4 separate regions of the Mus musculus genome follow, and regions 1, 2 and 3 are each linked to region 4. A link is a contact called in public HiChIP or PLAC-seq and promoter capture Hi-C data. All regions are on one chromosome and are shown on one strand. Each heading gives the region's core, a stretch centred on a gene start, on an enhancer-like site or on the middle of the called end of the contact. The rest is flanking DNA. Distances are from core to core; before and after follow the strand shown.

Region 1 (2,700 bases), core at 10-2,509, 160 kb before region 4:
TCCCCATCCACACTGGCATGTCAACTGATGCTGACATTGTGTTCAATCTTGTACAGGTAACCACGCTATTGTGTTTTCATGGGTGCAGCACCCCTGTCATGTCTAGAATACACTCACAGTAGGCATCTTGGTTTTCTGGCTCTTAAAAAATCTTTCAGGGGCTAGTGACATGGCTCAGTGGTTAAGAGCACTGACTGTTCCTCCAAAGGTCCTAAGTTCAAATCCCAGCAACCACATGGTGGCTCACAACCACCCATAATGAGATCTGATGTCCTCTTCTAGCGCGTCTGAAGTCATCTACAGTGTACTTATGTATAATAATAAATAAATCTTTAAACAAAAATCTTTCCATCCCTTCATCTATGATGTTCCTTGTGCCTTAGGTGAGGGGGTTGTATTATATCACTTGGGTCTGGGCACCCCATAGTTATTTCAATGACCAGCTCTGAATTTCTGTAACAGCCTTTGTCTGCTACCAAAAGAAACTTCTTTAATGAGGAGTGAGAACTACACACATGCTATATATACACTCATATAAGATATATAAGATATATACTTATATACAGTTAGAAATTGTATCAATTTAGGAAAATGGCTAAGTAGGTTCACCTCTAGGGTCTATGACTTCTCCAGTCAAAAGTAGTTGACTAGGTTTATAGTATAGTTATCCTCAAAATAAAAGCGCAACTATTACACCACTGGGGATATCTTACTGGGCCAGTGGTAGCTATGGTTTGCAGGCTTCATGGCTGGGTGGTACTGATTACTTTTTCCCTTGGAAGATTATATACCATCTTCTGATACTATGAGAGTCAGCCCTCATACAAGAGGCCTTCAAGATAGTTCTAGCTCAATCTCTCCAAGTCCTGTGTTCAAAATGAATAGTGTTTCAGTGACAGTCTTTGTTGTTGTTTTGGTTTTTTTTAAGACAAGAGTTTCTCTGTGTAGCCCTGGCTGTCCTGGAACTTAGTCTGTATAATAGGCTGGCCTTTAACTCAGATCTGCCTGCCTCTACCTTTTGAGTGCTGGGATTCAAGGTGTGATCCATCACCTACCAGCAGCAACAGACAGGGAGGGAAAAATCTTGATTCCCCCACCTTATTTTATTCAATTCCTCAGTAATAAAACAATGAACTACTTACTTCATTTAAAAATAAGTAACATGTGAAAATATCATGCAACAAAAACAGTGACGTCAAAGAGCACATTGTATAACAGTGTGCACACTGTGCTGATTTATTAGTGACTCACTTCCTTGCTTATCACTAAGTAGCCTAGGCCAGTTCCAACTCCAGTCTTCCAGTCTCAGCTTTCCTAGTCGTAGGGTTACAACAATGTGTCACAATAAAATGTCTTATACACATTAATGAGTTTCCTAATATTTTCACATATCATTGAAGATATTTTGATCACATCTACTCTATTATGCACAGCCATCTCCACAGATAAAACTATCCCTGGTCTAGTCCTTAAGAGTCCCCCTACTTTTATTTAAAAAAAAAGAGATTCTACACACTACAGAAAACAAGTTTTGCCTTCCTGAATCTGGCTTATTTTGCTCATAAGTATCATTTCCTCTCATTGTCTCAAAAATGACCTGAACCTGTTTTACTTAATAGTTGAGAAACAGTCTTTGTGTGTTTGTGGTGGGGGGTGGGGGGAGGAAGGAGTCAGGGGAGAAGGATCAAGAGAGCATGCGTATAGGGTATGTGTGTTTGTCTGTGTGTGTGTGTGTGTGTGTGTGTGTGTGTGTTTTATATATGCACCATATTTTCTTTACTTATTCTCCCACTGACAGACACCAAAGCTGATGTCATGCCTTGGCAGTTATGACTAGAAAACTGTAAGCATGGGTACTACAGTGAGCATCTACCATATGCAGCCTTTGAATCCTCTGAGTACTTTCCTGTCAACAGTACATATCGTTCCTGTTTCCCACCATTCACATCACCATTTGTTTTTGTCTTGATGACAGTTATCCTGTATCTAACTCATATGTGCTGAAGTGCACAGAGGTAGAAACAGGCATAAGATCCCCTTGATCTGGAGTTCCAGATAATTATGAGCCACTAGGTAGGTCCTGAGGACTAATCCAGGTCTTCTGCAAGAATAGTAAGTGCTTTTACCTGCTGAGCCATCTCTCCAGCCCTGAACTCTTCTAGACTTTCACTCCAGTTCTTCATAGTTCTCTCCCAACCAATTTATGCAAGTAAATATTCAGATCTCACCTTTATAAATTATGATGATCAATAATAGGATAAGATGGTACACAAAATTCTAGTCCTGTGGGGTATACATTCAACTTGTGATCTCTCTTGACAAACTACATACAAGACCATAAATAAGATGGTGGGTTACACTACTAGCTAAGTGCTTTGATATCAAATAAGTTAAGGCTCCAAATCCATTGCTTCTAGTTAAGCAAAAGAAATCTTATCTTTGGAGCTTACTTGACCAAATTAAAGCCAGCAGAAAAGAGCAGCCTCTGAACCTTGGGCATCAAGCCATAACCACAAGGCCTAGCTGGTCAGTGTGGACTCTGGAGCCCAGATGAGAGCAAGGAACAGCTACAGAAGACTGAGTTACACTACAGACTCCTCACCCACCAAAATGTCAAAAGAGAAGTGAGTTGTTTGAAGTTGTCAAACTTGTGTTTAGTGATTTGCTACGAAGTCATAAAAAACTAATTTGGCATTCTGC
Region 2 (2,700 bases), core at 63-2,562, 140 kb before region 4:
GAGGGGGGAAAAAAAGAAAAAGAAACAAACAACAGTCAAGTCTTGATTAAGAATGTTGGCAGGACCTGGGATGGAGTTCAGCTGGTAAAATACCTGCCTAACTATACCACATAATCCCAGCAAGGTGTTAAGGTGCTGCAATGCTAGCACTCAAGAGGTGGAGGCAAAAGGATCGGATGTCAGGTCATCCTCACCTACACTGAGGAGTTCAAGGCCAGCCTGGGAATATGAAACCCTGTCTTAAAAAAATAAACAAATAAAAATAAGCCTCCAGAATAAAAATACTGAAAAATTGCATAACTGGATCTCAAGTTTCTTGCACTTACAACTAACTTCAATTAAGCCACAACCACATAGCATCTCTTCAACAGTCATAATAAATGTCACATTGTAAATTATAAGAAATAATCTTCCTAAGACAAGATCTAATTGCCATTCACTCACACATTCTCCTCAAGCAAACATTTTTTATAGAGACAGGAACACACAAAGAAAAGAGAAAACCATGTTCACCCCACCTGGATATCTGTTTTCAACCATTTGGAGTCAAGGCGAGACTGGGCAGCCAAACAGAAAGACTCAGAAGGCATGTTTCCTCCGGGTGGTCAGACCTGCAAGTCAAACACAAACGCTGGAGCCCTCGAGCTTCTTTAAACTGCTATTTACACCATCCTGCTGTTTAACGCGGCCGAGACAGAACATAAAACAGGGAAGGAGAGCTGGGGGAGGGGACGAGAGGATGAGGGATGAGAGGGAAAGCTGGCCCCAGAACGGGAGAAGGGAGGGAAATACCACTTCCAATAGAGGTAGAGTCGCTGGGATTTCCCAATACGCCGGCCGGACCTACAGTGGTCACCGGCGACCACTGCACAATGTCATCCCACTCCTTTAAATCCAAAGGGACACACACAGACACACGTCAGGAAAAAAAACTCACTATCGCAACGACAAATGACACCAGTGTGCATCAGCCGCTATACCTACAGCAGTCCGGCGGAGTGTGGTAAATAAACAAAAGTCATGTCTGCAGATAAATCTACAACAATCGCCTAAATACTAAAAAGACAGCCGTGACTGCGCGGCCTCCGAGGCGCACAGGCCCTGGTTCCTCCGCGCCAACGCCCGCCTTCCGCCCGCCGCTCTCCGGGCCCCGCTCTCCCGGACCTGGCGCCGCCCGTCTTCGGCCCCTCCGCCCTCCTTCGGCCCAGCTCGGCCAGCCCTGGCGCCGCCTGCTCCGCCAGCCGGCTGAGGGAACACTCCCTGCAGGAGCCGGCCGGCGCTCGCGATCCAGTCTGCGGCCCGAAGCGCACGCTGACGCATGGCTGCGCCCGCCCAATAGCGCAAGGGTGAGAGACGGCTTCAGCCAATGGACGAGCAGCGTCGCACGCCCCTCCCCCAACTTCCGCTTCCTTCAGCACGACTCAGCTTCCTTCTTGAGACTCACCCGCTCAGCGAGAGCCAACCGCAGACGCCGGGAGGTGGGACTTGTGCGCACGCACGCTGGCTTGCCCAGTCCCAACCCTTCCCAGACTGTGTTTGCTTCCAGGGACCCGAAGTTGGTAAGGTATTTGCAGCGGGACGAGGTTCTCGAGGCTCCCTGTGCTTTAACGACAGCGTCCTTTTGGCCTTTGAGTCAGTGGACAGAAGAGGAAATTTAAGAAAAAGTAATTGATCCGGGCCTGGTAGTACTCGCCTTTAACCCTGGCACCAGGAAGGCAGAAGCAGGTGAATTCTGGGTTAAGAGACCCTGGGGGAATGGGGGTGCGGGAGTAAGAAAAGAGCAATTAAAATCACACAAAATATGTTCTCTGATCATCATGGAATAATCAAATAACTACAAATAAAACATAACATAATCTTCAAGCATGTGGAAATTAAACTTTTCCATGAGAAGGCAAAGAAAGGACTTAGAACATTTGAAATAGGAACTGGGTGCGATTTGTTGTTTTAAATACGATGGTTCATTTTTTTCCCACGTGTTAGAAGGCAGCAATGAGGGATATGCCACAGTGGTATGGTGGCCCAGTTGCAACGTTAAAATACCTGTCTTTTGTCATCCTTGGTATGTATCTTCAAACTCACTCCCAAGGGTCAAGGGATTTGCCATAGCTCAGACATCACATCTCTGTTTCAAGCAGCAGGAAGCAGTATAAAAGATCCACAGTCTATCACACCTCCCAAAGACTGTGTGACTCTAATTTACTTCTGCTTCAACTCAAAAGTATCTGAACAAGGTTTCAAATTCAACCACATCCAAAATACAGTTAGGGTGGACAGGGCTTTGAACCTGAGGCATGACAGCATAATTACCAGTAGAAGGTAACACCCGAGGAGGCATCTCTGGCCCTTAGGCTCCCTTCTCATGCAAGACACCCTTCGTCCCTCCACATACTGAAGCATGTTTACCTACGTACATTTTTAGAACTGTGTCTGCTAGCTCTAAAAAAACGATGTTTGTAGTCCATTTTGTGTTGCTGTAACAACATGACTGAATAATAAATACAGGCATTTGTACCTCACACTTCTGGAGGCTAAGTCTAAGAGCATAGCACTGGTATCTGGTGACGGCATTTCTGATGTTGCATAGCATGGTATAGAGGCAAGAGAACCCATGTGTGGCAAGAATACACCAAGCAAACACATCATTTTGATCCATGAGGCATAGTCTACTTGACTTGATCACATCTTAAAGGGTCCACC
Region 3 (2,700 bases), core at 13-2,512, 220 kb before region 4:
TGGGATGCTTTCAGTGCTCTTATTGGATATCTAGATTTGAAGTGCTAGGGAACTTTCACAAATGGCTGTATCAATTCTTCTAAAACACAAGCTGAGGTGCCCTAATCACCTTGTGCTATAGAAAGAATTAGCAAGCACCTTTTATCCCCCAAAGACAAGCTTCTGAGCTGAATTGCACAGTGCCTTTCATTCATCTAACCCTAGAGTCTTCAAGCTCCTCCTTTGCTGACTTATGTGAAACTCATCCTCCATTACTATGTATGACAAGTTTCAGGGAGGAATACAAGTAATACAGTCTAGTTCACAGGCAACTTAGCAGGCATGGAGGCCAGCTTGCTGTCTCCAGACATCCACTCTAAAGGTTCCTGCCCTCCTTGGCATGTTCTTCCCATTAGGCATTTCTGTCCAAAGTACTGTACCATAAAACTGGTAAAACTGGTTAACAAAAAATAAATTTGTTCTTACTGGCGCATTCAACCTCCACAGGAGATAGTGGTGTGCTCATTGCTAAATAAGAAGCATGCAATCCAAGAAGTAGGCCCAGGTTCCTCTCTGTGTCAATCAGTGGTGAAGACAAACTTCCAAGATCTGGTATGGTAACAACTTCTTGGTCAGGCTGGAAAAATTAATTTGTTGGTTCAGAAAACAAAATTAATTAAAATTACAACATCAAAAAAACCCCAGCAGCTTATGTGCCTAAGATTGTCTATCACGATCAGAACAAAAATGTATTTGTTAGCACATCCCATAATGAGTTTATGTTATAGCAACCAACAAACTGCATATAAAACACTAGAGAGCAAACAGGAGAAAACAAATAACAGCTCTGGAGCATAAGAGGAGAACCCTGGGGGAAAGATTCTAAATTGACAAACGAACTGTAAGGACAAACTTTAATGTCTTTTCTTTTCTTTTTTTTTGAACATTTCTCTATTTCTGGCATGTTGTTAACTCTTCAAACTTGTATATAATAAACCTTAACACATAAAATGCAAATTTATTTGTCAAAAAATCCTAAGCCAACATAAATATTTTATGTCCAACTATTAGTATAACTAAGTAAAAAGTCATACCATAACAGGCACTTAAGAAGGGCACCTCCTCTATTTCACACAAAGCAGGCCCACAGCCTCACCTCCAAATACTGGCCAACACAGAAGGCATGCATGGATTCCTGTGTGTCTTCAAACTGCAAAGCTGCCTCCAGAGCGACCACTGGATCTTCCCCTGCAAACTGAGCTAAAACAAAAAGGGGAAGAGCAGTATGAGTTCAGTGCAGCTTGCACAGCTCTAGTTCATAGACAGAAGACAGGAAGTGAGTCTGGGTCGCTGTCTCGGAAGAATCTGCCACTCTCCCACGCTTGCCTCGGGCAACTCAAGTTCTACAAAGTACTTGGGGAAAAAGAGACAGGCAGATCTCTGAGTGCAAGGCCAGCCTGGTCTACAAGATTCCAAGACAGCCAAGAGCTACACGGAGAAAACTCTTATCTCAAAAAATAAAAAAACAACAGGAAGAAAAGCTTGATGATGAGAAATTCTTCAACTTGAACCTAAACTTGTTGTGAAGCCAGAACCAAAGTCCCAGATTTTGTTAAACCTGGGGCTAAATTTAACAACTTATTCATAAACTGTGGACTTTACTTAAAATCACACATAATGCAATTTTTAACAATGGAATAAAAAGTAAAAAAGCCTTACCCAGTATACTATTTCCTGTTAAGGATTGTGTCTGAAAGTCTTTTATACCATATACTTTTCCATCAATTACAGTCCAGAAGCCACCATCTTTATTATGGTTCTCCAAATCAGCTTTGCGTATCAGTGTTACCTCCTCATTATTTCTACAGTTCTGACCAGTGAAAAATGACTCTAAAGAAATAGAAACCAAACATCAGTCATCAGATCAAATGTCTCAACAATAAATCTTTTAAAACATAATACAGATGAAAACTTGAGTAGGAAAAGACCTTTTTTTGCACGATTATAGTGTGTTGTGTTTTTAATCCATGTATGCATAGGTGAAAGGCAGCAAGAGGTGGATTATGTTGTCTGTTGTCTTCTTAGATCAAAATCAACCAAATTTATTACTTATTGCTGAGTCTAGAGCTATTTTGGCTAGTTTGACTAGTCAGATTGCCCAAATGGTTCCCATATCCACCTCCTAGAAGCTGGGATTACACCCACCAGGCTTTTTTTTTTTCGCCTTTTCTTTTTGGGTTTGAGACAGGATTTCATATCACTATATAGCCTTGGCTGGCCTAAAACCCAGATTTCTGCCTCTCAAGTATGGAGGATTAAGGATATGCACCTTCACATCTGGATACCACCAGGCTTTTTTAACTGTGAATGATGGAGATACAAACTCCATCCTCAAACTTGCATAGCAAATACTTTACCCCCTGAATCATCCCCATCTCAGGCACAATGAAAAATGAAAAAGATTAAAAAATTGATGACATTAATATTCATTTTTGTTCATCAGAAAACAGTGTGAGAAGAAAAAAATTCTTCAAGAAATAAAGCCAAAGGCTTATTGGATGCAAAGTATATAATTACTTTAAAAAGAAGAAAAATGTGAATAAGACTTGAGTTGACACTTTGCAAAGAGAATGCTCACCTGGTTAACACACATGTAGAAGTATATTAAACCTGAATAATATCTGAAAAAAATTTATAAAAACTAGGATATAATTTAGTAGT
Region 4 (2,700 bases), core at 135-2,634:
TTTCTTAAATCTTTACGGATAATTAAATGGCTAACACTCTTATCTTCTGACCATACTTGGCACTGTCATCTCTGCCTGTGTTTTATGACCTGATTTTTCCCTTCATTATAGGTCACCTTTTTCTGATACTGGGCTAATTCCAGATTGGGTGCGGACACTGTAATATCTTCTTATTGGGTTCTGTTTTCTTTTAGAGTGTTGATTTTGAGGCAGCGAGCAGCAAAGTTTATCTGCATATCAAGTAAACGTTTAATGATTTGTTTATGGTACTTTTATGGGAAGGCAAAGCAGGCAGTAGTTTAGAATTTAGACTAAGGCAAGAGACTTTACAGATTCTATCAAGTGCTGAAAAGGACAGCAAATGATCCATCTTGCTACGAGCTCTGTGAATTACTCAGACTCCAGCTCCCTAGCACCACAGAGCTCATGCTGGTTTCAAGAGCTGCTTTTGTGAGAGTGCCACCTCTTCCACATTTGACTCTACACATCCCAGCTGTCTGAGCTTCCCCAAGCTCTACTGTGTTTCGTCCTGCAGCAGGATTCCCAAGCTCTACCCTGACTGACCTTCTCTGGACTTTGCTCAGAATGTGCTTCTAGACAGGAAGCTAGGACAGCCAGGAGACATTTCTCTTGTTTCCTTTATGCAGAGCAAATGACCTGTGTGTTTTGTCCAGTTGTCCTCTTATTTAAAGAAAAGGAATAAATAGACTCTGCTCCTCTTCCTGTAAGGTAACTTTAACCCATTAGTACCTATATACTTTTCATCTAAAGCCAAGATACCAAAAACAAATACTGAACTATAGAGGGAAAGTTTGTTTTACAGCAGTCAGAATCAGCAATTCTTAAAGTATTTTGCCTTTCGTGTAATTAACTGGACAAGTCACCATAATAAGAGAAGGGATCTTTTCCGTGTTTAAGGAAGTTCAAAAACACAGAGTGATGATTCAAATGAATATGGTGGTACTGAATTGCAACCGGAGATACCAGAATGTACTCAGTTTTAAGATATAGATAACTGTATAGGAATAAAATACAAGTATACATAAATACTACAAGTTAAAATGGGGCCATCCAAAAGATATTTTCAAACTCCTTTTCCATAGCACAGAAGGTAGAAATAGGGCCATTACTCATGGACTTGGTGATAAGATCAGGAGCTGAGAGTAAGGCCCCTGATCTATATGGCCATTGTCCTTACAAGAAGAAAATAAGGGTCAGAGAAAGAGATTCAGAAGGAGATAGTTTCATGGTAAGTGCAAGTCCTGGCATGATACTGCTACAAACCATGGAGTGTCAGGAACAGTTGCTACATGAGCTAGCGAGAGTCAAGCAGAGATTCCACCCAGAGTCTAAAAGGGAAGTGTAGCTTGCTGACACACTGTTTTGGACTGTAAGAAAACACTTCTCCATTTAACAGCAGCCATAGAAAGCTAAAGCAGTGAGCATATAAATACTCCCTAGTGTTACCACCTAAAGGCTCTACAACAGTGACATCCTAGTACCAGTGAGCACACCAACTACCCACACACTCCATCTTGTGGTACAGAAGATAAAGTGGTACTTATAAAACAGTGGGGATACACATACACCATTGTAATGATAGGTGCTCATGGTGCTGATTACAGAAATCAACTGAAGACACAAACTCTAAGGTGGAATCCCTGATTATACTTATAATCATCAACAAAGAAAAGAATGTTAACTTGGACAATGCTCATTAATATTTGCAAAGGAATGAAGGAATTAGAAACTCACTCTTCAACCACCAAAGGACAAATAAGCATTTGTCACAGATGCTGAAACTAGTGGGTTAGATACCTACAAAGTATGACTATTAAGTAGTCTCAGTTGAGTTACCTACAAAATCTAAACAGAAAAGTGGTAACTGCAAAGTGGAGAAACTTCGGAGCAATGACCTGCATCAGACTCAGAAGTCAACTTGACCAGTGGTAGACCTATCATCTTAAGAGAATATCCTCTTCCTGGTAATCTTCACACAAAGAGAACACACTGGTCGCAGGGAAATTCCATTCTGCCAACCGGTGTATGAAATATGAAACAACCGTTCTACCACCAAACTGACTGCTTTATTCCCATTGATACAACAGGAAGAAGGTAAGTGGGAAGGAAGGCATTCCTACACTCTCATGATCCTCAACACTTCAGATAGAAACATGGAAGCAGAATCACCTGCCACGAAGGGAGACTAAAAGTAGGCAGTACAGTTCCAGCAGCCATTCCAACGCACATGAGATCCTGTCTACAGGCACAACTAAGTGAGCTGGCACAGTCCTGGCTCTCCCACCTCAACAGCCAGTCTTTCACCAGTGGTCTATTTCTACATGAAAAGTGATGACCATCTGGCCAAGTCCTGGCCCAGGGCTATCCTTGTAAATAGAAGAAAGCAGGAAGGCCTGAGAGACCAGAACATGAGAAATCACAGAGGAAAAAGGAGGGATAGAGTTAAAGGGGGAAGTCTGGAAAGTCACGGCAGAAGATCACCCGCTGTAGATGCACCTGTACTGGAGTGTCCAAACATGTCTGTGATACTAAGGCCATGCTTACCGGTTGGTAGAGCCATTATAGCAGTAGTTGGGCAAGAAGTCATAGTTTAGCTCCCAGAAGACGTGGAGGGTAATTCTTCCATAAGGTGCAGACACGTTGTGGTTGGCTTCCCGGAACATGGCATCAAAGCTGTCC

What was found. HiChIP or PLAC-seq counts read pairs in DNA pulled down with a chosen protein or histone mark. Capture Hi-C pulls out chosen DNA fragments and counts their contacts.
Region 1: a promoter capture Hi-C map of adipose tissue shows a contact between it and region 4. The contact joins two enhancer-like sites. A contact is called at or near these places in 1 of 484 Hi-C or Micro-C datasets (liver), 4 of 115 datasets of contacts at active chromatin or transcription factors (the NIH/3T3 cell line, bone marrow-derived macrophages, embryonic stem cells and 1 more) and 3 of 9 other capture datasets (adipose tissue, liver and pancreatic islet).
Region 2: an H3K4me3 HiChIP or PLAC-seq map of bone marrow-derived macrophages shows a contact between it and region 4, with 4 times the contacts expected there. The contact joins the promoter of Herc2 here to the enhancer-like site in region 4. A contact is called at or near these places in 6 of 39 promoter capture datasets (the C10 cell line, the HPC-7 cell line, hippocampal neurons and 2 more), 8 of 484 Hi-C or Micro-C datasets (bone marrow-derived macrophages, cerebral cortex, cumulus cells and 5 more), 5 of 115 datasets of contacts at active chromatin or transcription factors (the NIH/3T3 cell line, bone marrow-derived dendritic cells, bone marrow-derived macrophages and 2 more) and 3 of 9 other capture datasets (adipose tissue, liver and pancreatic islet).
Region 3: a contact with region 4 is called in an H3K27ac HiChIP or PLAC-seq map of microglia, with 4 times the contacts expected there. The contact joins two enhancer-like sites. A contact is called at or near these places in 3 of 484 Hi-C or Micro-C datasets (cortical neurons, muscle stem cells and pre-megakaryocyte-erythroid progenitors), 2 of 115 datasets of contacts at active chromatin or transcription factors (microglia and neural progenitor cells) and 4 of 9 other capture datasets (adipose tissue, embryonic stem cells, liver and 1 more).

The regions. Positions count from the first base shown.
Region 1 is chr7:56,064,885-56,067,584 of GRCm38.p6, reverse strand. The region is part of intron 2 of Herc2 (HECT and RLD domain containing E3 ubiquitin protein ligase 2); the gene reads right to left. Among named protein-coding and RNA genes, the nearest start is that of Herc2, 16 kb to the right of the region's middle. Within about 2 kb of position 1,259, at least 32 of the 459 cell types and tissues checked have an H3K27ac peak or open chromatin away from gene starts, as enhancers often do. A contact at or near this core is called in adipose tissue, where this site is marked.
Region 2 is chr7:56,048,767-56,051,466 of GRCm38.p6, reverse strand. Herc2 (HECT and RLD domain containing E3 ubiquitin protein ligase 2) reads right to left here and starts at 1,312. Exons shown (of 93, transcript NM_010418.2): 1 at 1,165-1,312; 2 at 519-611. The coding sequence starts at 590. Gm34121 (predicted gene, 34121) reads left to right here and starts at 1,417. Exons shown (of 3, transcript NR_166588.1): 1 at 1,417-1,725.
Region 3 is chr7:56,130,338-56,133,037 of GRCm38.p6, reverse strand. It overlaps Herc2 (HECT and RLD domain containing E3 ubiquitin protein ligase 2), which reads right to left. Exons shown (of 93, transcript NM_010418.2): 24 at 1,699-1,869; 25 at 1,136-1,239; 26 at 466-616. Among named protein-coding and RNA genes, the nearest start is that of Herc2, 82 kb to the right of the region's middle. Within about 2 kb of position 1,262, at least 27 of the 459 cell types and tissues checked have an H3K27ac peak or open chromatin away from gene starts, as enhancers often do. A contact at or near this core is called in microglia, where this site is marked.
Region 4 is chr7:55,908,430-55,911,129 of GRCm38.p6, reverse strand. It overlaps Cyfip1 (cytoplasmic FMR1 interacting protein 1), which reads right to left. Exons shown (of 31, transcript NM_011370.3): 22 at 2,566-2,700. Among named protein-coding and RNA genes, the nearest start is that of Nipa2, 53 kb to the left of the region's middle. Within about 2 kb of position 1,384, at least 19 of the 459 cell types and tissues checked have an H3K27ac peak or open chromatin away from gene starts, as enhancers often do. A contact at or near this core is called in adipose tissue, bone marrow-derived macrophages, microglia and 1 more, where this site is marked.